2 separate regions of the Gasterosteus aculeatus genome follow, and region 1 is linked to region 2. The links are chromatin contacts, called in public Hi-C maps. All regions are on one chromosome and are shown on one strand. Each heading gives the region's core, a stretch centred on a gene start, on an enhancer-like site or on the middle of the called end of the contact. The rest is flanking DNA. Distances are from core to core; before and after follow the strand shown.

The links. Hi-C and Micro-C count contacts between places; a contact is called where the count stands out from the background.
Region 1: a Hi-C map of skeletal muscle shows a contact between it and region 2, with 5 times the contacts expected there. The contact joins the enhancer-like site here to the promoter of klhdc8b in region 2. A contact is called at or near these places in 2 of 6 Hi-C or Micro-C datasets (both in skeletal muscle).

Annotation. Positions count from the first base shown.
Region 1 is chr2:18,837,110-18,843,393 of fGasAcu3.hap1.1, forward strand. It overlaps klhdc8b (kelch domain containing 8B), which reads left to right. Exons shown (of 6, transcript XM_040192274.2): 6 at 2,984-4,825. The coding sequence ends at 3,180. Among protein-coding and RNA genes, the nearest start is that of LOC144383807, 16 kb to the right of the region's middle. Within about 2 kb of position 2,097, at least 1 of the 9 cell types and tissues checked has open chromatin away from gene starts, as enhancers often do.
Region 2 is chr2:18,556,588-18,563,155 of fGasAcu3.hap1.1, forward strand. It overlaps klhdc8b (kelch domain containing 8B), which reads left to right and starts at 3,732. Exons shown (of 6, transcript XM_040192274.2): 1 at 3,732-4,067. LOC120828735 reads left to right here. Exons shown (of 6, transcript XM_040192272.2): 4 at 495-655; 5 at 742-874; 6 at 1,966-3,055. The coding sequence ends at 2,142.

The sequences.
Region 1 (6,284 bases), core at 847-3,346, 280 kb after region 2:
AGCAAACTCAAATGAACCAGGAATAGCAGGGCCCATTTAAATGGTAAGACGATAAGGAATTTGGGATGTATTTCTCTTACCATTCTAGAGATAAAAAAGAAGTAATAAAGGAAAAAGGAAAATGTATTTTCCTTGATTAATATCACATGTTTAATCGTTAGAGTTGATGAGATTACACTGAAATGCAACATTCATGATAGATTATCTGAAGATATACATGGGCTCTCTCTGTGTTTTGGCTTACTGTTGACTGGGGCTTTTACCTCATAACACTACTTACATCCAAATAGCTGTGTTACAAAGCATAGATCTACCAAGAACACTAAAATAGTAATAAATACAATATTCACACATCACCAAAGACCTACGTGCTATTATGCAAATAACTGGATAACGTAAAGGCCCATGGGCCTGAACGGATATGAATAGAAGCTCCTGGCTCGGGGGTCACTATGATATCACACTTGTTGCTGTCTGTCGCCATCTGTGGGCTGAATCCTGTGTGTCTATCCGTACTCAGAGCTACGGCCCCTTTAAGAAAGATTGCATTCTCTAATCACTGTGACTCTCCTGATGTTTATCATGCAAACATTTAAGTAGCTAAATCCCATTTTGTCAAAGATAACGTCTTGCTTGTTGTAAGAACTTGACTTGTGTCTGTTGTGTTACCGACGTGGGGTTTGTTCGGCATTTATAGTTTACAATCCTACAGAGCATGTTGCTGTAGAAATAAATAACCCAATATAATGTCGTGAACACAGCTTACTCATATATTTACAAAGGCTGAATGTGTACGACTTTATTATTATAATGCTAATAGGACATAGTTTGGACAGCACATACTGTGATGGTTGTAGACTCCTTGTTAATAAATAATTGTAACATACACAGGTTCTACTTCTTCTAGCCGCTGAGGAGTCGTGTTGACCATGTTCTTGATTATACTAAACAAATCTCTGTTACAGAGAACAGAATTAATGAACAATGCGTGCTGAGAAATCCCTGCTGGAATATGATAAATACTGTAAAGTGGGCTTGTAATGATGCAGTTGGCATATGAAACATTAGCACAAAGTCCTCTGCTGGTTTGTAATGCTGTGCAATCTCAAAATAGAAGAGGGGAGAAGTTGGTGAGGTGAACACAGAAGACAGAAAAATAATTACTTGTGGGCTTTGGGAAGGGCTGAAGAATGGAGATGTAAACAGAGGATGAAAATGATATTTTTGAAGCAAGCTTTTTTTCCGTGCGATTGATGTCTTTCAGGAGTGGCCCAGCCTTGCGTGCACAATCATCTAATTAAAAAGCATAGTGGAAATTGCGTTCTAGCTTTATATTATCAGCTTTTCCGTTTCACTGATCCAAGCAGACCTCCAGTAGACGTTTGACTGCAAAACAGCAGATTGATCAGCTTCAAAGTCAGCGCCGTAGAACGAATGAGTCAAACAAACATACATACAACCTGAGTTAGCTTAGTCATTCTCCAACATTAATAAAGCTAAACGACAGCATGAAGCTAATAGTGAAAGAGTAGTTGTGCAGAAGAGAGCATGAGGAGCACAGAGGAGACAAAAAGAAGAAGAGAATCGTCTCACAGAATGGATTCGAAATAAGAAGAGAAAAAGTAAGAAAGATGAGCAATTGAATAAAGTAAAGAGGTGAAAGGGTGAGCTTAACGGAGACAGGCAGGAAGAGCCAAAAGGGATTACAGCAAAAAGTGATGAAAGTAAAGAAAGGAGGAGGAACAAAGGAGAGGAGGAGAGAGGGAGCAGAGCGGAGGACAAGAGGAGCGGCTGGACAATCGACATGACGTCTGTCTGCCGGGAATCAAAGCTACGATAGGAAGCCTTTGAGCTCCAAGAGAACGTTTCTGTGTGTGCGTGCGTGTGTGTGTGTGCGTGTGTGTGTGTGTGTGTGTGCGTGTGTGTGTTTTAGGGGAAGCAGGCCAAGATTGCTTTGAAAAAGCCGGCTCGCCAACGCTCTCTCCCTTCAACCAAACGATGATAATAGTCTTCCTCGGACACAAACACTACACACGCAGGGTCTCGCTGTGACGTGGGGTCTCCATGGCGACGGCAACAACTTACAGCGGCTGATATAAAATGACAGTGAGCGTTGCACCTGGGGTGAGATGGAGGGGGAGGGAAGGAGAGTCGAAGCGGGAGGAGGAACATCAGACGTCAGAGAGGAGATGAAACGCAAATGTGGTACGAAAATCCGCCTGGACTCAAAGAGGAACAAAGATCACTTAGAGCTCACGTTTATGTCACAGCTTGTTTCTCGCATTCATGTGACGGAAATATCCAATTGGATAAAATGATGGAGCCATTGATAAATGACTGCTTAGTGATTCTAGTTCATACCTAAAGCTGCATTAATCGAGCACATTGATATGATTGACCAACACGTGGTGACTTCCTCCTCTGGAGTCGGGACCTTCCTTCGAAAGCCGCTTGGATGTTCACGCTAAGTTCTCTCAAGCTGCAGACAAAAGCTCTATTCGGGGAGGCCATTAGTGTACCAGAACAGTTCGTCCACCATTCCAGGTGTTGATGGAGTCACGGTGATTCACCATCACGTTGCTGTGGCAGATGCTGCTTTGGATGTTTAATGTCTGCATTTGTTTGTGTGTGTGTGTTTATTCTGCTCTCAGCGCACTGACTGGAGGTGAAGTGTGTCGGGACATGTTTTTTGTTTAGCGTGTTATTAATACGCATTCATAATCTTTAGGTGACGAATGTGAATTTAGTCAAAATAAAAATGCCGATTTGAGGATTTGAATCCTCTGAGCCACAGGAGCCAAAACATGAAATCCACACCTCTGACACCTTTTATCTTGATTTATATGAACATTTGAGGCGTCTAAATCTATTTAAATAGAATGAGCTATATTTGTATATTAAAGCCTTTGCTTAGTGCAGACATGTTTCCAACCCGTGTGATGATGCATTCAAAACATAAACGCGTTCCTTTTTCATTTCGCAGGGAACGAGCCGACGCCGTTGGGCACGGTGGAGAGCTACAACCCGGTGAAGCGGCGCTGGGAGTACGTGGCGCCAATGCCCACCGCGCGCTGCTCCTCCGCCCTCCTGCAGACAGCCAACATGCTGTTTGTCATTGGCGGGGTCTCCCAGGGACCCAGTAACGCTTTGGAGGCCCTCTGCTCACCTGAAACCGTGTGACACGCGCAGGAGTCCAGAGTGGGATCCGTATTTTAGTCACGTGAAATGGATCCATGGAATCGCACTTGGCGTTTTCGACCATTTTTTTTTCCAACTGATGGATTGTGCACACTGGGACATGAGCCAAAAACAAACACACACACACACACACACACACACACACACACACACACACACGGTGTCTGGAGAAACAACACGCCTTTGACCTGATCAGCATTTTTCAGAATAAAAGCAGGGTAATTATCTGGACACTAAAAGGAAGATAGGGCCATATCTGTAAGTCTTTTTCGCGGCGGTGGCGCTCTTTGCGTAAGGGAGCTCGGACACTTTTCTATGACCTCGACCGAGTTTTAGAGAGTGCCGTTCTAGTTGTGTGAATGTCTGTTTGTGTTCTTCTTCTTGTCTCTTTGTGGCACTGCTAGCAAGTGCTACTCCAGTGTCAACAACAGTGTCCCTTAACACGTTCTCCACACCTTCTCGCACCCCAAGCAGCTGCCTGCCAGTCAAGCGTTGACCACAGTCACTGTGTTTCCCTGGTTCCTTTAGTTGCAGAAAAGCTGACTGTGGTCCGAGCTGCTGGCATCTCGCTCTGCTGTCCATCCATCCAGCCTCTACCAGCACCACAGCGATCCATTTCCATCCATCTCCAGTAGCTCAAGGAGGAAGATGCTCGTGCAGTGAATGCAGAGCTTCTCATACCTGCTGCACCGAAGCGTCCGTACAGATAAATAACACCCTGCACAACAGCCCGCTGACATGTGATGTTCCCCTTGAGTCTGTTTGAGCGATAGTGGTGGAATTGTTTTATTTTCCTAAACTTGATGTCTTGAAGCCTGATGATGGATAAAATGAGAAGGGGATTTTTACGGGGCTGATACCTCGGCAATATTGTTGTTCAGGTTCAGGTGATGATTTAATAATTATAAGCAAGATGAGATTTTATGATAATGTGAGTGAAATAGCCCGTTTAGATATAACCCCAGTCTGCATAATCAGTCTAAATAGTCTTTTGAGTGCAAAAAGGTCCATTCTTCTTTGTAAGCTGTGTAGCTTGCTCAGGAAGGAGGTTGTAAAACATACAACCGTCGGCTTGGTTCAAATTGTGATGTTCTCGGTACCCATCCAGCCTCTGTTTGGGATTTGTCAGTTTCTGCTTGTGCTTACATTTTTTACAATCATCTTACTTGGTTACAGGAAACGTGTCTGCTCATTAGGAGCATACAGTCTCCTTTCAAAATAAATCACTCATGTAGGTTTAGGTATTTTTATGTTAATTCACACAACAACGATATTTGGTTAGATTAAGGCAACTGAAGTACTTGTTTTGGCTTCGTAAAAAGAATCCCTTTTAGGAGAAAGCTTTTTTTCAGGGGTTATACCACATATGACCCCCAAACACTGTCAATGTAGGTGGGTTCTTGTTTTAACTGTTAACCTGTGGATGTGGAAAGGTTCTGTGACAGATTCAGAGGTTTATGGACAGCAGGCGAGGTTGGGCATAAATCAAAGGAATTACACTGTGTTACCACGTGGCGAGCAGCCTCGGTCGAATTGGCCTTTGGGCTTTACAGTCTGTACACGTATGACATCATCACTCCCAAGACCCTCACATCAGCACACGACCCCCCCCCCCCAAAAAAATAAAGGAAGAAACTGGTGAGAACGGTCGAGGAGGGACCCGTCTCCATCTCCCGGGATGGACGGAATGGACAACATAAAAGATACAACACGTCCAATTCATGCAACAGAAATGGTTGAAATATTGAGTGCAGTGAGCCAAATAATGATGGATGACGGTACGGGCTTAAAAAGAAAAGAAAAACTTCAAATTGAATCTATTTAGCGTGTGAAAGGCCTTTTTGCCACTAAAGCAGTGGGAGCACCTTGGTGTGCTTTTACTAAAAGCTACACATCAAAGAGCAAAGATTCACGCCGACGGCCTCTTTGTACATCTATCCTCCTCGTTCAAACCATTATTAATAACAAAATAATTGTTGCGTTAGCATGAAAAATGAAATAGACCAATTATGCCTCTCAATACAGGAAACTATTTAAAAAGAGCCATCTGCACTCAGAGAGAGAGGGAGAGAGAAAAGGAACCGCTGCCGACCCACGGTACATGCCTTGTTTCCCTCACACACACACACACACACAGATAGACGTCTCTTCTTACCTGTCATGCCCCATTGGCTACACGTGTCTGGTCTGCACCATCTGGTCAGACCTCGTTAACACAGTCGGACTCGTGTTGCTGAGCGCCGGAGCCGCTGGAGCTCAGATGTGATGCCAGTTGAGGGTCGGCTATTTTTGGTGCAGCGTTGTGTGCATTTAATTGAGTGCGTTAAGGCACTCACACATATACACCAGCACGCACGCACGCACACACAGACACACCCGGTGTGTTGTTTGTTTGCGGAGCCGAGAGCAGAGCTGTTAGAATGCAGTCCATCACTCACTGGTCCATCCGGCAGCTTCAACAAAAGCTGGGAGGGAACACGGAGAGCATTTAGTGTGTAAGCAGCACTGCTGGCTGGGGACTGTTACTCTCTCCATTCACTACTCAGCCTGAATCCACCGCAGTCTGTGAGAGTGTGTGGGAGAGGGATGTGCGTTTTGAAAAGTAGACACACACACAAATGAACCTAGAAAGTCTAATGGCTCTGCTGCTCTTTGAATGCATTTTTAATGGCTGATTGTCGCTACACTTGATCTTAAAGGTCCATTAGCTGGTCTCTTATTGGCCACTCGGGGTCAGCAGCACAAGCTGCAGACTCAACATGGACCTATTCTCCTCTCTTTGAGCTCTTTGGTGTCCAGCTGTTCCCCAGGGAAACGTGCCACCCGTTTTCCTGCAGTAACCCGGAGCCACAGACTGATACGATCCCCTCACAGTCGACCTAAAACCATCTCCATTGTAAACACATCCGTGAGTGTTAGAGGTGGTGCAGTGGGGATAGATATTTCATTTTAAACTAAACCTCCACCTAGCAAGTGCAGCTGTTGTTTGAGTGTACTTAAAAACTAAGCAAAGCTACGTCGGAAGTTTATTGGAACGAGCAGGAAGCGACACATGTAAAGTGAGACTAATCCGCAGAGCGCAGGGC
Region 2 (6,568 bases), core at 2,482-4,981:
AGCTGATAACCCACCATGTGTGAGCCTAGCGTTCCGCCTCAGGTCAACTCTGTTCTGTTACACACCACGCGATGTGTACAAGACGGAATATTCCCACTATTTGCTCCACCTGCTCTCTCGCTGCCGTCTGCTCTGTGGTTGTGCTGTTGGCCGCGTTGGCTTACGGCATGTCGACAGGCAAAACAAAGGCCTGCCGTGTTCGATGCAGACGGTAACCTAGATGTGTATAACCATGATGTTATAGGTGAGTTTTTAACAACTGGACCACTTAACGCAAACATTTGTTTTTTTTCACCACAGTGATCAAGTTTTAGCCGTGCGGTTTGATCTACGCTCTTTGTTCTAAAGCCACGGAAGGCCAGAGTTTTACTTTGTGTCGCTTTTATGTGTGAGAAAGCTGATCTCACTATTCCTGCAGGTGGAGCCTGGCGGAGAGCATCCGCTCTTAGAGCCGTTCCCTCTCTGACTGCCTCTTCTTGTCACTCCCGGCTCAGTTAAATGTGAATATGACTCCAGGGAAGATCCGCTGCCACAAGAAGGGAGCCGTCCTGAGCCGCGGCGAGGAGCGCCGGTCCACTCGCGACGGAGAACGGGGCCTGTACCAGTACTTGAGCTCAGTCCAGGGCGTGGGGGGCTTCCAGGACCACTTTGAATGGTATGCGCAGCACTCACTCAAACCGGGTGGGATGGGGGTTTTGTGGCGTCCGTGCGTAAACTTGCTGTGACTTTCTTCTCCTTCAGGTGGGCCAGTAATACCTTCTCCATCCGGGGGGGGAAGCCGCTGTGGGTGGACCCCTTCGACCAACATGTCGAGCACATCTTCATCGACGACAACATCCGACAGAACGACGAGGATACCATCGTGCATCCCAAGGTACCGTCGCGACGCAGTACATCCACACATCTGCCTCACTCCGGTCTCCAGCACGTCATGAATGGACTCCAAACAGATAACGAGTGCTATTCTCATTCAGCCAAGTCTCTTTATCCGCTGTGTAAATGATTCAGTGTTTTAATAAGATCCATGTAAATACGTCTTAGTAACGCGGCTGCATCTGTTTCTCCTGTTCTGAGAGCAGAGTCTCAGCACTCTGTTACGTAACCAGGAGAGAATCCCAGAGAAACCATCACAGCGATCTGGTCAATCCGTTAGACTGTTTCTTCTCATCTCCAGCGTTTTTTAAAGGAATCCCATCTGTCAGTGGGCAAACTGCCTGCTGTGTGCTCTCACAGCAGGCAGCGAGAGCACACGGTGCTCACTCATCAGAAACCGCAGGTGAACGCAGCTCGGCTCTGCCTCACAAATGACTGACCATATGGTTCCTCTCGTCTCTGCAGAGCAAACGCGATCGGATCAACCGTCGTATATTACATTACTTTCACGATGAGTGATAATCTAGTGGAGATGAAAAGAGCTGTCAAGGATATTTATGCAATCTACTCACTTTATATCGGCTTATCATCTTGTCCTTTTGCTCCAGTTGATGAAGTTCAGAATGTCTCTTTATTCATTCAGCTATTAAGTAATAATAATAACATTACTTGTGGCTTCATTGCATTCTCAGTAAACCATGACTTAGTTCTATTCAAGGAACCTGAACCAGAACCTTCAGCCATCATTACTTTAATTGGTGTCCTCTGTGAAAACCATTGCGTGAATGGACAATTAAGAGTTGTTCCTTTTTGGGACTTTACAGTCCTTGCAGTTTGCCCGTGAGGAATCCACATCACTTTCTTTTAGGCGTTTTAATCAAAATTGTAAGTCCTTTTTTTCACTGAGACCTTTTCACCCTTTGGAACCCGTCAGTGTGTTGTAACAAACGTCATCTCCCGACATGCACTCGCTGTAATGTTTGTTTTTTAGGCAGGTATATTTCCATCAATTGTCTTTTGACAGACGTGGTCTACAAAGCTAACCTGACTTCCCCTCCCCGCTCCTTTTTGTTCTGTGTGTGTGTTCCCCAGGTGTTCTTGGACCCAGGTGGCGCTGAGACGCGCACAGCCAGCACCTCTGAGCTCTATGACATCACGCTGGTCCAGACCGACCTCCTGCAGGCCATTTCTCAGCCAAGCTACTTCACTCAGCGCGTCCACATCTGTCTGGAAAACTATGAGAGAAACCTCCAGCAGGGGGCAACCTAGAGCACAACTCTCCCCCGTGTCCGTCTGTCCGCACGACATGACCCACCACATCACAAGCCCGGCACCGGTGGAGGATGCAGACACAGGAGACTGTTGGTCTGAGATGTGTGTCGGGTGAAAGCCCTTTAAGCCTTGTGTTACTTGGCCGGCCGCTAGAATCCACCAGTTCATTTAGTTTACTGCTCCTCGTCGCTTTGCTGTAGCTTTTCCCTTTTTAGATGATTCTTACTTCCAATGTTGGCCCTCGCCTGCATTGTCTCTCTTCCGCCTGGAACGGACAGATAAAACTTGAAGACTTCTCGTTGACTTAGAAAGTACCAGATTACTGTAATTACTGTAACAATTGTGACGGCATGCATCAGAAAAGACTTATAATCTCAGTGATTTATATATTTTGATATTAATAACAACTCTCCATATAGATCCATAACTCTTGTTTCCTGACACAATCTGGTGTAATATACCAGATGCATTAGTCTGGGCAGTTCATATCGTGTGTGTGTGTGTGTGTGTGTGTGTGTGTATATATATTTATAAATATATATAAATTGGTGTGCGCAGTGATATCTATAGAAATATGGGGCTGAACGTGGGTTTTGGAAGTGCTATTTGCAAGTAGCACGTTAACGGTGCAGCGTTATTTAAGACCTCATTAGTGATCCTGTGTGTTCTAAAGAAGCAATGCAGTTTGCAGAGGTTTTCACTTTGTATGGAAGGACAACAATTTGTTAAGTCTTGAGGAGCTTTGCAACAAGCTTCTCCTAAGCAATGTTAACGTACTTTGGTACTGTGCAATGAAGACTTCTATATACCACATTATTCTGATGCTGCCACGCAAATGATTCACATTTTATTTTTCTAATAGTAAATGTTTTTAGTCGCTGTTGAATAAATTGCTGTGTTTATCATTGAATTGTTTGGTGTTTTTTTTTGTGTGTGTACATTTTAAAAATGTGTTATTCTCTTACTAATGTTTCAAAGAAAATATCCAAGACAAAGATGCATTAGCTCCCTGATTTAAAAGCGAAAGCGCTGCTTCTGTCCTGGAGCGTCTGTACTTGGTCGCACACATTGAGGTCCGTCCTGATGATCCAACATTTACTGGTTTGCCTGCAAAGCAGAAAAACGATTGCTTTAGTTCTGTTCCGCGCTCTGATCTGTCAGTGGTTAATATTTACAGCAATACCACAGAGTTGCATGTTTTCCTGATCGTGGAGCCCCACACCTTCATCACAGCGCTCATCTTTGCCGGTTACAGCTGGAATTACTGCTGCAGTCCATCAGCTTCTGCCCAGCTGCTCCTCCACGTGAAACATGGTTCCTCCTTTATTTTTATTACGAAGAATTAAACTGCAATATACATTTATTACACTTGATGCATTTGGATAGCACCTTTCCTACAAGACAAAAGTCCTTTATTATGAAAAGTAAAGTAAAAAATAAATACCATTAAAAAAGACATTAACATCACTATTAAAAGCCACTTTGTGTCTTTAAAGCGACAATATGTGGATCCCTCAGACCACATGAGGGCAGCAGCGGCGCTCCGAGGACCCCCTCACCTCCCAGAGGCACCATCCTCCCCCCTCAGGTGAGCGCGGACTCACCTGAAGCCCCCCAGCTGTCTCCAAGCAGCGCACATCGATGCAGAGGGTGTTTGGCGGAGGGGACGAGCTGCGACGGACCGCGACTGCAGACATGCGCGCGCGCGCCCGAGTGAGTGAGTGAGTGAGGGGGGCACGAGGGGGGGAGAGCACCGTGGAGCCAGCTGTTTGGAGCACGGAGGTTGTTGGTTTCGTGGGATTCCGTCGCTGAACGGGGAGCAGCAGCCGTGTTTCTGCCGCGCGGCGTCCTCCGCGGACGCGCCGTGTCCCACAGCTCACGCGCAGCCGCGCCTGACCCCCGAGGCACCGGGCAGGAGACCGGTAAGGACCGCCGTCACCAAACTTTCCTCCTCTCCTGCCGACTTGTTCCAAAATAGAAATAAATAAATCGGGTTTACGCGCCCGTTGGAGGACTTTGGATGCGGGAGCTTCACCTGCGCGCGCGCGCCGCTGATGGACATCAGCTCTGTCTGAACAGGTGTGAGTCGTAAGTTTAATGACGGCATTGTCGCGAGAAAATGGTGGCCGGGGATCAAGCACAGCAACGATCGTCACAAAAAGAGTTTATATTGTGAGGCGACGCTCTTTGGAATGGCGATATATATAATCAATAAGTGACGCTGAACATGTTAAGTATTCGCGCCGCGCCACGATGCCACGAGCCTTTAGAGTTTGAGGTCGCGGGGTCACATCCATCCAGCTGTTTGGTGAGATGCGTCTTATTCGAGACGAGCCAGGTGCGCTTGGCCAACATCTGGATGCAGCTGTGAAACCACCGCTGGTAGATTGCCTCGGAGTCTTTATTGGGGCTTTGGAGCAACTTCAACTTTCCGCTTTACCCCCCCCCCCCTCTCTGCTGCCATACTGTGCCCACCCGACCTGCGAACGGTTTCTCCCACCTTGGTATGAGTTCATCTGCCTGATCAGGACCCCCGCTGACGTGCAGCATGTGGTCCTGTCTCGTCGGATCCGGCGCAGCGGTGCGCGCAGCCGTTACCGTGCGGCACAAAGCGGGGGCTCCCCGGGAAGGCTGCTTGCGCCTCGCTGCCGCCGTCGGGGCAGAAGCAGTAGGGGGGGGGGGGCAGATGGACTGTCTGAGGGTCGAAATGATTAATATCTGAGATTAGCTGCCGATTCTGGCACAATGGCTTGTTCGAAGTGCACGGTGTTATATGTTGCGCTATTTCTTGTTTCTTGTTCTTCTGAGTTTGTATCCTTTTGGCTGAATGCACTTATTGTAAGTCGCTTTGGATAAAAGCGTCACCTAAATGACATGTAATGTAATAGGTGAGGTAAGTGGAGCAAATTGATTTGCTTCACCCAGTTACGTTTTTAGGAAATACTTTTGTTCTTGTGCCCTTTGGTGTTGCGCGTGCGATTTTAGCCCATTGCAGTTACATTTATCCCAAAGGTCAAACCTCAGGTCAGAGCGCACGTGTCCCTGAAGCCATGTCCGGCTTCACATGGCAAACGAAGAAATGACTGCTTTTCACATCTGTCCAGCCCGTTGCGTCTCTTTTCTCTGCTTTCTATCAAATTCACCACATCTTGTGTTCATTTCATTGTGATCCGGTTAACCTGGTCATCCCTAACTGACCTATTATGTGTTATTAGTTAGCTGTTTGTGATCTTGGAATTGAGGCCTGTCCTCCAGTTGAATGAGCAGCGATTTGTGCTGCATGGCCACATCGCCTGAGAGCAGCGGATGGCAGCCCGGGGCCTCATCTATTAACCATGAGTACATGCACAGTTTAGTGCACAAGCCGTGCTCAGCCTATGTGGCCCCACGTTGGTTTAGGGAATCCGCTCATTATATTTATTCTAATCGATATGCCATAATGAACTATTGCATTTTGGTACCACTGACCAATTTGTGTTTTGCCGTAATTGAAGAGCCGTTTATGATCTACGGATCACACCAAAGAGGTCCTGAGCCCCATAGGGCTCCTCTCATTACTCGTGCTATGCTGACAGAACGCACTGCAATATGTATATATAACCCACATTGTCGTGAGACAGGACGTGCATGACGGCCTCCTATGAAGTCTTTTGCCCTGGTGCATGCTGGGAGACTGCTAAGCCTACAAAGAGACGTATTTTGAGTCCTTCCTCAAAGTTAGCATCGTACTGGTTCCCTCGACAGAACGCCAATTGGATTTCTCGAGATGGGACATCGTGCACACACCACCCTTTTCTAAAAGGGCCAAATAATCTTCAATATGGAAAGTAATCATGTTTTTGTTTTTTTCCAGTCAATTAAAGAAAGAATTCAGCCTGCCTACTACATCGTACACGATGTCAGACATTTCCTGCGGTGTCGCTATGGTGATCAGCTCAGAAACCGAAACAGAGAAAAGTACCTGGTACTAAATGAGTACGGATGAGACGAACCACGCTAACGGGGCATAACCGTACGTCTACTTAAAGAGATGTGATAAGACCTGTACAGGCATAATACAGAGGAGGTGAGATTCATCTGTCCAAAATTGTAAAAGTGCAACTACAACATTGTTCTATGCATACTTTGATTAATGAGAGCCACAAACTCTGCTCCACAGAGTTGGTGTGTGCGTTTAGTACAAATTGTCTATGATGTGATTGACGTGGTGTGTGTGGGACAGTGCAACACACCCACACACACACTACAAACATCAACCCGGGTGGATGAGCGTGGAATTGAGCCATTATGCCCATCAGAGGATTAAGTGTGATGATTACATGCAGCCTCCCAACACAGGGCACAGAGGAGATATGCGAGTGAGGTGGAGGGAGATGGACAAAGGAATTAACAGGTGGTGTATAGAGACCAAATAACAATTACG